Linked DNA regions of Mus musculus: all the other regions are linked to region 1. A link is a contact called in public promoter capture Hi-C and targeted proximity ligation data. All regions are on one chromosome and are shown on one strand. The core of a region is the stretch at or near the end of the contact, and the rest is flanking DNA. Distances in the headings are between cores, read along the strand shown. Region 1 overlaps Gm34012 (a long non-coding RNA gene). Region 2 holds the start of Apba1 (amyloid beta (A4) precursor protein binding, family A, member 1). Region 3 overlaps Mamdc2 (MAM domain containing 2). Region 4 holds the start of Ptar1 (protein prenyltransferase alpha subunit repeat containing 1).

The links. Promoter capture Hi-C pulls out the DNA fragments that hold promoters and counts their contacts.
Region 2: a contact with region 1 is called in a promoter capture Hi-C map of hippocampal neurons, with 4 times the contacts expected there. A contact is called at or near these places in 3 of 39 promoter capture datasets (the 3T3-L1 cell line, hippocampal neurons and stem cell-derived epiblast-like cells), 5 of 484 Hi-C or Micro-C datasets (embryonic stem cells, muscle stem cells, myocytes and 1 more) and 4 of 130 datasets of targeted methods (embryonic stem cells, extraembryonic endoderm stem cells and neural tube).
Region 3: a contact with region 1 is called in a targeted proximity ligation map of the HPC-7 cell line, with 9 times the contacts expected there. A contact is called at or near these places in 1 of 39 promoter capture datasets (hippocampal neurons), 38 of 484 Hi-C or Micro-C datasets (the C2C12 cell line, CD4 T cells, the CH12 cell line and 24 more) and 9 of 130 datasets of targeted methods (the HPC-7 cell line, the NIH/3T3 cell line, embryonic fibroblasts and 5 more).
Region 4: a contact with region 1 is called in a targeted proximity ligation map of extraembryonic endoderm stem cells. A contact is called at or near these places in 3 of 484 Hi-C or Micro-C datasets (cerebellum, frontal cortex and uterus), 4 of 130 datasets of targeted methods (astrocytes, extraembryonic endoderm stem cells, neural progenitor cells and 1 more) and 1 of 9 other capture datasets (liver).

The regions. Positions count from the first base shown.
Region 1 is chr19:23,519,523-23,522,140 of GRCm38.p6, forward strand. All of the region lies in intron 1 of Gm34012 (a long non-coding RNA gene), which reads left to right. Among named protein-coding and RNA genes, the nearest start is that of Gm34012, 24 kb to the left of the region's middle.
Region 2 is chr19:23,757,587-23,760,204 of GRCm38.p6, forward strand. Apba1 (amyloid beta (A4) precursor protein binding, family A, member 1) reads left to right here and starts at 1,290. Exons shown (of 13, transcript NM_177034.3): 1 at 1,290-1,505.
Region 3 is chr19:23,353,684-23,356,301 of GRCm38.p6, forward strand. The region is part of intron 7 of Mamdc2 (MAM domain containing 2); the gene reads right to left. Among named protein-coding and RNA genes, the nearest start is that of Gm41821, 55 kb to the left of the region's middle.
Region 4 is chr19:23,686,112-23,688,729 of GRCm38.p6, forward strand. It overlaps Ptar1 (protein prenyltransferase alpha subunit repeat containing 1), which reads left to right and starts at 1,289. Exons shown (of 7, transcript NM_028208.1): 1 at 1,289-1,434. The coding sequence starts at 1,349.

The sequences.
Region 1 (2,618 bases), core at 44-2,543:
ACAACAGTTTCACTGAGTTAAAACGAAGGTGTTGGCAGGACTGGTTCCTCCTGGAGCCTCTGATAGGACAATCCCTGCCCTTGCCTTTCCCAGCTTCTAAATGCTGTTCACATTCCCTGGCTGGTTATCGCCGCCATCAGAGGCATCACTCCAACCTTTGTTTCTTTCCCCACATCCTCTTTTGCTTCTTTGACCCTCCAACCTTCTTCTCATAAGAACATTGGTTATTACAATGGACCCATTTAGGTAGTTGGATCTTCCCATCACAAGAGCTTTAGTTAACCACATCTGTAAAGTCCTACTCACGATGAGAGGTCACATAGTCACAGGTTTCAGGGATCATGATGTAGCTCTCTTTGAAAGAGGCCATTCACATCCCATGGTAGTTGCTTAATTATCTGGGGATGCCATTTATTTGTCTTTGTTACAGAAATGAATCCGGATGGGCTAATGTTTTTCCTGGGGTATTTTTTTCTTTTGGAATAGTTTTCTCTGCAATGCTAGCCTTTCCACATTGGAAAGCCTTTTTCTAAAGGGAGTGGGCAGGGGACAAGTGAAGCAACAAATGGATAACTCCACATTCCCCTGTCTGATTTAAAACTGCCTGGTCCAGTGGCCATTTCCCACTTTGCCCATCTATACACCCACACCCATGCATGTGAGTGCTTGCGCGCATGCACACACACATACACATACACACACACACACCACACCACACACATACATACAGACATACACAAATCACACACACACACACACACACAAATACACATACACGCATACACATAAACACACACACACACACACACAAAGGTAGAGATGAAAGAGTCTCTTAGTTTTTAATATTTTTCCAGTCTCAATCAACTTGCTCCCTGCTGGCTTTTCTGTATGATTTATTGGTACAAATCTGTGCTTCTGGTCTCATGCTCAGCCTTGACTGTGCACTTTTCCTTCAAAATTCTGTTTCTGTTCTTTCTATTCCTCTCTTTGGGTGGTTGTAAGGGACACTCCCTGCATCCCCGTCATTAGAATAAGCCATGATTACAAAGTAAGCATCCTTTTATTGTAAGCTACGCGTTCTTCGTAAGTGATGGTCCCTTTTAGAAACACACTACAAACTCATTTTACTGATTTCAGATTAAAAGAAGAAAAGCCAATGGGTGTGTCTAAACATGCCCATTTGTTCCTCTTCCCTGCCATTACAAATTCCGAGATGATTCAGTCACTTCCTCCTACGGTCACCATACCTTCTGGGACACCAACTGGCTTTCCCTTTTGGTTAGAAATGAGCGGAGGCTCTGTGCAATTTGTCCTCTAATCAGTCCTTCCACTTTTAGCAACAGGAACCTCCCAACAGATGTCTGGAGAGTTGAAGTCATGACATCACCTCATCACTGTTACAGGGGAAAGGAGTCTTTACCGCTGACCACCTCTCTGTGATCGTGTGTCTCTGGCCACAAGCTTCCACACAGTTCTGGACTCTTCCACATGGTTCTTGTTTCTAGATAATACTCCGACTTAAGTAGGAATGCTTAGGCTGAGAAAAGTTAGACTACTTTTCTAGCTTATCTAGCTAGAGATAAGCTTAGGTGTGCCTGCAAGTGGACCTGAAACAATTTGCTGCTCTTGGAAATACATCAGTAAAGGGCAGACCTCTGATGCCATTTCAGAGAGCTACATGCTTTTAGAAACGACTCCTGCCCGTAGGCATAAGGCGTGCCACCTGGCCTGTGGCTTTGCTTTCACCGCTTAGCCACCTCAACTAGATTAGAGGTGAGCACGTGACCTCAGCGAGATCAGCAGAGTGACCTCAGGACTTCCATGGGGGATGCTGGGATGACATTTTCCTATGCTGTCGAGGTGGACAGGGAGCACACAGGTCAGGGCTTACAGCCATTTTGAGACTCCAAGAAGAGCTCATTTGAGAAGGTGCCATCTCGTAGAAAGGGAATGAGAAGAACTCAGGTTTTTAGGGCATTGTTGACAGCTAGAAGGTCAAGTCTTCCGATTTTTAGTCTCTTGTCTTAAAACTTATTTTTCTAATTTCCATTTGAATGTATATATAAAACACATATATATAATATATTATATGTGTATATGTATATATGTAATATATATTGTACATACACATGCATATATGTATACATGTATATTTATATATATGACATGATTTTTTTGCTATAGGTGAGAAGGTTAGTGTGTAAGGAAAAAGACTGGAGAGGACAGAGGATGAGCTCTGAGCTTTGGCCATCAGAAGGCATTTTCATCGTGCCCTGTCTTGCTTCTGTGCATACAGTAGAAAGGAAAATGAGCAGATTTTTTTCACTGTATGTCAGACAGTCATGGTGGTACATGTCTGTTACCTCAGCAGTCAAGGAGAGACCAAAGGTATGAGGATGGAGATCTGCCTGAGCTACATAGCAAGATCCTGTCTCAAAACAACCAACGAAAATGTTGTATCTCCAAGAACAACTCCTGCTGCTGTAACCTCAGTCTGAGTCACAAGTGTGTCATGCCAAGGAGTTAGACAGTATGGGGACATTTAGTCAGAATTGGTAGTATGCAGAGTTCCATTTCCCTGCCGTCCCAACTGCTCATAAAAACCCCGTCAGTCATAC
Region 2 (2,618 bases), core at 40-2,539, 240 kb after region 1:
CACAAGAAAAACAACAATGGCCCTTATTTCTAGTATATGTTTAAGTTTTATGAAAAGATACTGGGGGGACAGGAGAAGCTATACTTTTCTTTGTCAAAGCCAAGAAACTAATTACGAAGTAGAATGCAGAAATTCATGTGAATTTTAAGGCTAAACAAGAATTCTAGGATGCCTCGGGCTACACCCGTAGATATTTCTGGAGATACTGTGCTTAATATGGAAATACTGTATAATGATAGATTTATCTCTCCCTAGGTCAGATAAGGAAGGCTTGTCTTCATTTCACTAGATGAGAATATGCATACTAAGACGGACTTGAAAATTATAAGGTTTCGGGGGAATATGACCCTTAATTTTTAAATTGAGAACTCTGTCCCAAAGAGGGGGGAGGATGTAGCTATGGAATCGCCTATTACAGATGGAGCTGGCGCCTGAACCCAGGCGCCTGAACCCAGCCCCGCCCTCGCCCCTCCACTCCCACCCCGCCGCCGCCCAGGGGCCAGTCCACCTTTTCATTAAGTCACAACACCTGCTACCTGGTCCCTAGTGCTCAGGGTCCCCACCCTCCAGAGAACCTAATCATATACCAGGCGAATTGCCTCTGCACGTCTGGAAGACTCTTTTAAGCTCCTAGCAACGGGCATCGAGAAACCAAGTGGACCATTTCCCGACCCCGCCTTCCAGACGCTTTCTGGGTGGGGCGGGTTGGGCAGCGCCCCCAGTGGGCGGCCAGACAGACGCCCAGCTTGTTCCTCTCAAGCTCACGCGGGCGCCCCCTCGCGGCCACTCGAGGAGCGCAGCGCCGCATTGCAAGCTCCAAGCTTTTTCTTGGCTTTCAGGCCCGGGAAGCGGGAAAACTGCGTGTCACTAAGCAAGAGGACACGGGCAGCCGTCCACGCGGCAGTGTGTCCTAAGCGTGACCAGAGCCCATTCGCAGAGACGGGGCCGGGGATGAGCGTTAGGGACCTGGGACAGAGGACCGTGGAGGTCCCCCTGTGTCCCCGCGGGAGGCAGCCACGTAGTCCATTCCAGGCTCTCGGCCACGAGAGGGAGGGACTCGCGCACAGCTACGGCGACGGCTGTGGACCCCTCGCACGCTCACGCGCGCCCGAGCTGGACTGTCGCGTCGGGCCCGCGCCGCGCGCGCGCACGCGGGTGGGCGTGGGAGGCAGGGGCGCTGCTGCACGCGGCGTGCGCGCGCTCCCCCCGCCGTCAGTCGCAGCCGCCCGGCCCCGGCGCGCGTCACGAGGGCGAGCGGGCGGCGAGCAGGGGGTGGGGCCGCGGCCGGAGGGGCCCGAGCGGCTGCCGAGCTAGAGCCGGAGGAGCGGGGCGCGGGCGGCTGCGGTCCCGGTGGCGGCGGGGGAAGATGGTGGCGCTGGAGGCGGGAGCAGCTGGAGAGCAGCTTTATTCCCAGGCTTGGCACGGTCGCTGTCACTAGCGCCGCCTGCTCCCGCGGGCCCGCGGACCCAGCTGTCAGGCAAGGTACCACCGCCAGGGCGGGCTGGGTGAGTGCCGGGCGCCCGACGCCCCGGACGGAGCTCGGGTCCTTTTGGAGGGATGATCCCGGGAGCTAGGGGTGAAGCGTGGAACAATAGTGCGGATGAACAGGGACGGCAGGCGACATCCAGGGAGGCAGTGCTTGGAGCTAGCGAGGCGGGGGAAGGGTGTGTACTAGAGAGATGCCAGGCGTCCGGTGCGCGCTGAGATACCCGGCTTTGGGAAGAGCGGGCCTGATGACAGTCACGGAAGGAGTGTGTGTGTGTGTGTGTGTGTGTGTGTGTGTGTGATAGCAGAGGGGATGGAGGTGGCAGATCCGAAGTGTAGGGGGAGATGACATTTCCAGGAATCCCCGCTAGGATCCCTCCTCTCTGGCTGACTGATGATGGAAACCGTGAGGTGGGCAGGATGCACTTGGTGTGTGAAGTGTGGAGGGGAGGCAGTAGGGTAAGGCCGGGTTTGTAAAATCCCGTGTAAGAGTGAGTGTTTAGCGTGCAATTGGATCCACGCTCTCAAAACTGCGCCCCACATCCAGCGATCTGCTTTTCCTGACTTGATGCCGCCAGCTAACACTGTGGGACAGTATTGGTTATTTTGACCCTGCAAGTCTAAGAACAGTTTCTGTTCTGCTACTGTTCTTGGGTGGCTGGGTGTACGGATTCTCGCTTCCCCTTTCCCTAACGTCCTAACACGGGGATGTGGAAGTGAGCGGTTGCTTTGAGGCACATGGCAGCAAACCAGGATAATGGTTACACCTTTTGAGACAGCTGGTGTCCCTGGCTCTGAAGGGCGCTTTCTTTGGCACTTCACAGCCTCTCATTGACTGCCTGACTCTGCAATTTCTATTGTTTATCTCTTGTCTAACCCCAAGAAGAGGGTGTTTAATGGTCATCTTCCTCTCCCGTTCCCACAACTTTTATCACCAGACTCCCTTCCATATATAAGTACTGAAAACCTTCTAGCTGAAGATTGGATAGTCTTTGCAATGATTCTTTTAGAATAAACTCTTGAGGTGTGTAAAGAAGGTGGGGGCTTTAAAAATACAAGAACAAGATTGAAAGGGAAGTAAAAAAAAAAAAAACAAGGAAAAAAAAAAGAGTGCCCCAACATGCATTCTCTTG
Region 3 (2,618 bases), core at 53-2,552, 170 kb before region 1:
TACTAGGGATTTCCTTTGAGAACGCAAAGGCTGTGAACATTTACTCACAACTTTCAAATCGACCCCTACAACATTTAAAAGACAGAAAAAGGAGAGGATTTTTTTTAAAAAAGAGGCTCTTAAGTTCTAAGATGTGTTTTAGAACTAGTATTTTCCAGAGATAATTCCCCATTGTTGACTAGTCCCAGCATCAGAGCAGTTATGATTGCCATTCGCTGTAGGAACTGCTGCTCTTGAGGAAAAACAGCCCTTCCCAGAAACCACAGAGTTCAGAAGTCACCCTGGGCTTTTCAGGGGGCGTTGCTGTTTGGGCTTTGCTGAGTCCTGTTATCCTTCACAATGGCCCACAAGTGTCCCTTTGGCCCAGACTGCCCAGACGGGATGGAGTATGGAAGAGTCCTCCTGCTCCCTTGGGAATAATGGTTGATCCTATTAACGCAGGACTTAGAAGCCTCATAGCTTACGTTGCCCTCTGGAGTTAGAGGGGATGTAACCACAGCAGATTGGGATGCTCAGTATGAGCCTAGTCTGATTGGTGAGAGACACAGCTGGGACATTTTAGGGCTAGAGCGATAAAGCGTGTTGTTTTGTATATCTGGAAAGTCCTTTCTGCAGAAACTTTCATTCTGGGGACAGCCAGCTGGCAACTCAGGGGCCGTTAGGTCAAGGCTATGTTCTCAGTTAATTTTCAAACCAAGAAAGTACTCACGTGGGCAGAAGAACACAGTCAGGGGAAATGGCCAAAAGAATCATTCAACCAAATGGTACAAGGAACCCAAGATTTAGTTTTGACCCAGAAAAACATATAGCTTTAGAAAACCAGTCGGGGAACAGTTGTATGCTTTGTGAACTAACTTATAACATTGTATCAACATTAAATGTCCCAAACTTACTAATTATTCCATAGTTACACGGCAGATACATATTGCAACAAAGGAGAACAGTGTTCTTCAAGGTCTGGTAAGACAAATGCTGGCCCTGCCTAATGCTATCACTGTTGTAGATCTGAGAAAAGAGTCTAGGGAGTTCCTCACCGAAATCCCATATTCTAGCAAATTTTATCTGAGTTTGAAAAGAAGTTCCATAATCTCTCTCTCTCCCTCTCTCCTTTTGGTAGTGACTAACCGTGCGTTATAGAAAGAGAATAAGAAGAAACCGTTCCCATGTAACTGGAACATGGTCGCATGTCAGTCACAAGCCCAAGCTTGCTAGTGGAGAAGGAAATAAGGACTGCAGTGCTCTAAGCCTGGTGAGTCACCCACATGCTGCTCCGCCCATTTCTGCCAGAACGAGGGTATATTGTTATGTCCAAGGAGACAAAGCCTGAGAAAAATTAATATGATGTCACACACACCAGGACTCTTCAGCATTTCCCCACTGACAATGGAGAGCAGAAGAAACTCCACTATTTCAATTCTTAGCCAACCTCCTCCTACCTAATAATGAAAAACATGAAAAAGTCAAAATGTACAGCCAGCTGCGTAGCTTAGAAGATGGCGAGGTACTCTTAAATACCTGGCATACACTGATGATCAGGTCAGCAAAATCACTCACGAACCTTAGAGAAACACCCCTAAGTGGCTGCAAGAGAATCTTAACCCCCTTTTTAGGTCTCTAGAGGGGGCAGTAGTACTGGAATTCAAAAATTTATAGCAGCTTTATTCAGAGTAGCTGAAATGGAGACTCGACCATTGGTGGTCTTCAGTTGGTGAAAAGGCATGTGAGCTGTGGTGTATTTATTTTGATAATGAAATATTACTCAGTGCTTAAAAAGAAATGATCTATGGAGCCACAAAATAACCGGGAGGAAACAGAAATCTGCAATACTGCATAAATTCTGCTCAGTGAAGGGAGCCAGTATGAGAACACTGCCTACTGCATGACTCCACAACCATAAGGCATGATGGGAAAGGCAAAATCAGGGAGACAAGAAAAAGGCCAGTGGTTGCAAGGGCAGGGGTGGGGGGAGGGTGAACCTGTATTCCACTGTAATGGTGGGCATGTGTCAGTACAAATGTGTTCACTCCTATAGAACATGCAATACCATCAGTGACCTTTAATGGAAACTCTGGAGTCTGAGTGATAGTAATATGTATGGGGGGAAAGATTATATGTGTTACTGCTGTGACTTCTGACCATTTGGCTGAACCTCAAACTGCCCTAATAAAACACAACTTTAAGCACAGGTCTCTCTTATCCATGGTTTTCTGGTTGTTATTTTCTTCACTTGATAAATACTTGGTCTTAGAAATGATTTGATGATTCTATCTAATATCTAAGTGATATTATTCTATTTATTCTATCTATCTAAATGATTCTATGGTCTGATAGAAAGTTTTAAGAGTGGAGATCATAGACTAAATCTACTTTATGTAGAATATTCAGACAGTTATCTGGAAGCTAAAGATGGGGACCTTCAAATAGCTACCCAGCATCTGAGGTGGGGGCAAAGTCCTTGTTCACAGAATGTTTGAGACGTTTGGTTCAAGGGAAGATAAAAAATTGAGTATCTGGGGCATGTTAATGGCATGATGGAGGCTTAGGGAGGAACTGAGGCACGCAGATGCAAGCCACTGAGCATCAGTTGGTAGGAAAAAGAAACAAAAGCAAACCCTTTG
Region 4 (2,618 bases), core at 39-2,538, 170 kb after region 1:
GGTCTTTAGGTAGACCTATTTCCAATTTTCCGAGGAACCTCCAGTAGCATATTACTTTTTAAAAAAATGTAAAAGATGTGTGTGCGTGTATGTTCCCACAGAAGCCAGAAGAGGATGTTGGATCATCTGGAGCTGGGGTTACAGGTGGTTGTGGTTGCTAAAAACAAGTGTACTTCATTGCTAAGCCATCTCTCCAGCCCCTGGTATCACTCTTCGACAGGACTCTTGAACTTGCTCTTGGTCTAGGGATGCAACACACCCCATTTGTCTCACTGCTTCTCCCAGAGCTTGTCAGAGTCTTTTAGGGTCTTAATCAGGTCTGTTTTGCTTTCCACAAGTTTGTAGACTGTCTCTTGTTTCTTCACCAGGATCAGGACCAACCACAGTTTGCTTTTCAGAGATCCAAGTTTCAAATAGCCCAGCCAAAGATAACCTTGAATGTCACCTCCTGTTTTTACCTCCCAAGATCACAGCCACGCACTACCTTGCCAGGGCCAAAAACCAAAAATTAAAAAGATACAGACTTCAAGCATCAGAGAAGGAGGAAGAGGAGGAGGAGGACGGGGAGGAGGAGGAGGAGGAGGAGGGAGAGGAGGAGGAGGAGGAGGAGGAGGAGGAGGAGGAGACACCATCACCAGTTAGAGGCAGTCAGAACTTTGTACTTAGAAGGGACAAATAAACCTGATATATAAAAATAAAAATTTTAATTACAACACTTTTAAAATCCAAATGGAACAGAGCAATCTTATAATTTGTGGAGCAAGAGAGGTCAGGAACAATTGTCAAAGCCTTTATTTTATTTTATACTCCAAATTAACGTAGTGATCACGAAATGTATCAAAAATGCTAAAAGTACAGAAGTACAGTGGGTTACTTTTGTTTTTAACCTTATCCCCGAGATCTGAAGGGTTCTTTCTCCTGTACTTTCTTTCCTTTGCTTACTACATTACAAGATCTAACTAAACGCGCTACTTTACACTTCATGCATAAAGTAGCACAGGCGTGCAAAAGGAGGTCAGCAACCCGCCTCCTCCCCGGGTGGGCCGGTGAAGCGGGCCTGGTGCAGCCATCCGGAGGTCCCTGGGTAAAGGCCACTCTGGGACACGGCTGCTCGGAGAAGTGCGGGGGAAGCCTCCTTCCTCCACGCCTAGTGAACCAAAACTCCACCAAAAGCCACCGAGCTCGAAGAGCCGGCCCAACCCAGCGGTGCTGCGGCCCTCCCTGACCCGGAAGTGCTCGGCGGCCTCGGCGAGAACGCGCCTGAGCCAGCGCGCGCGCGCGCCCCCGCGGAACTCCCGCCGGCGGCTGGGCTCTGCCGGAGGCGCGCCCGATCGCGGCGGCCGCCAACATGGCCGAGTCGAACGAGGAGGTGGCGGTGCTGGTGCAGAGGGTGGTGAAGGACATCACCAACGCCTTCCGAAGGAACCCGCACATGTGAGTGGCGCGCCCTGCGCCGCCGGGGTCGTCGGGGGCGGCTCGGGGCCGCGCTCTAGTCCACTCGCCGGGGCCGCTCGGGGCCCACGCGCGCTTCCGACAGGCGGAGCGCGGCTGGGACTGTCGCGCCGAGCCGGCTGGCCGTTACCAAGACGCGTGGCGGGGCAGTGCCGGGGAGCGACCTCCGAGAGCCACGTCGGAGCGTGGAGTTTTCTGCCCTGCGCGACGCGTCCCGGGAGTTGTGGCAACTCTTCTCCCCGCCGCCCTCCGCCGGGATGCGCTTGCCCCGCGGGCCACTACCGTGGGTCTCTGTGTCTTGGAGGCGACTCTCGGTTGCATCCAGTGCGTGGCTATAGAGGATTATCCACCCCATCATACTCCCTACAGCCCCCTTTCGGGTTAACTAAAGGTGATTGGAAGCTGCCTTTGACTTTTCGACTCGCTTGTCACAAAATTGCAAAGCGAGTCGGATGTAACAATTTTTGAAGGTGACCTGAGTGGATCTTATAAAGCTGTTGCAAACTGGATACTTTTTTTTTATTAGTAGCGCGTCCGAAGTTACAGACGAGCATCTTAAGGCATTCTTACCTAGCATTGTTGCCTTCTAAAAGTTCACTCCTGAACTGATACATATATTATCTCTTTCTCCTCCCTTTCCATTTTATTTGTTACTCTCTAGGAAGATACTCTTAAGATTGTATTTTTCTTTTCCTGATACTCTCCCTTTAACGAATGGAAAGGAAGCTACTAAAGAGTTACCTACATCAGTATACAAAAGAATAAGAAGCCAGAATGTAGCCCATTCCTGGGGAAACAAACATGAAGTCCGGTTTTGTATTATTTTCTCATTGGTTATACAATTTATTTTTAATATTTTAATTTTTTTTACTAAAACACATGAATTATTTTTACGCATTCTAGCCTCCTTAGCTTTTCCACTAAATGAAAGGCCAAACACTTTAATCAAGTGTTCTTTTCCTCCAAGATGATCTCAGAAAAGAATTTAGAAGTCCTCAGATGGCCTGCTTTCTTCTCTCAATTAAGGACTTAAAACTGTACTTCCTTCAAGACAAAAGACTACTGGCCTCTAAACATACCTGCCAGCCCCGACAGCCCCTAAGTCGTCCTCCTTTCCTCTTTTGACTGCTGACTTTTTTCCCCAATGAGTGTTTGGAGTGATTTCC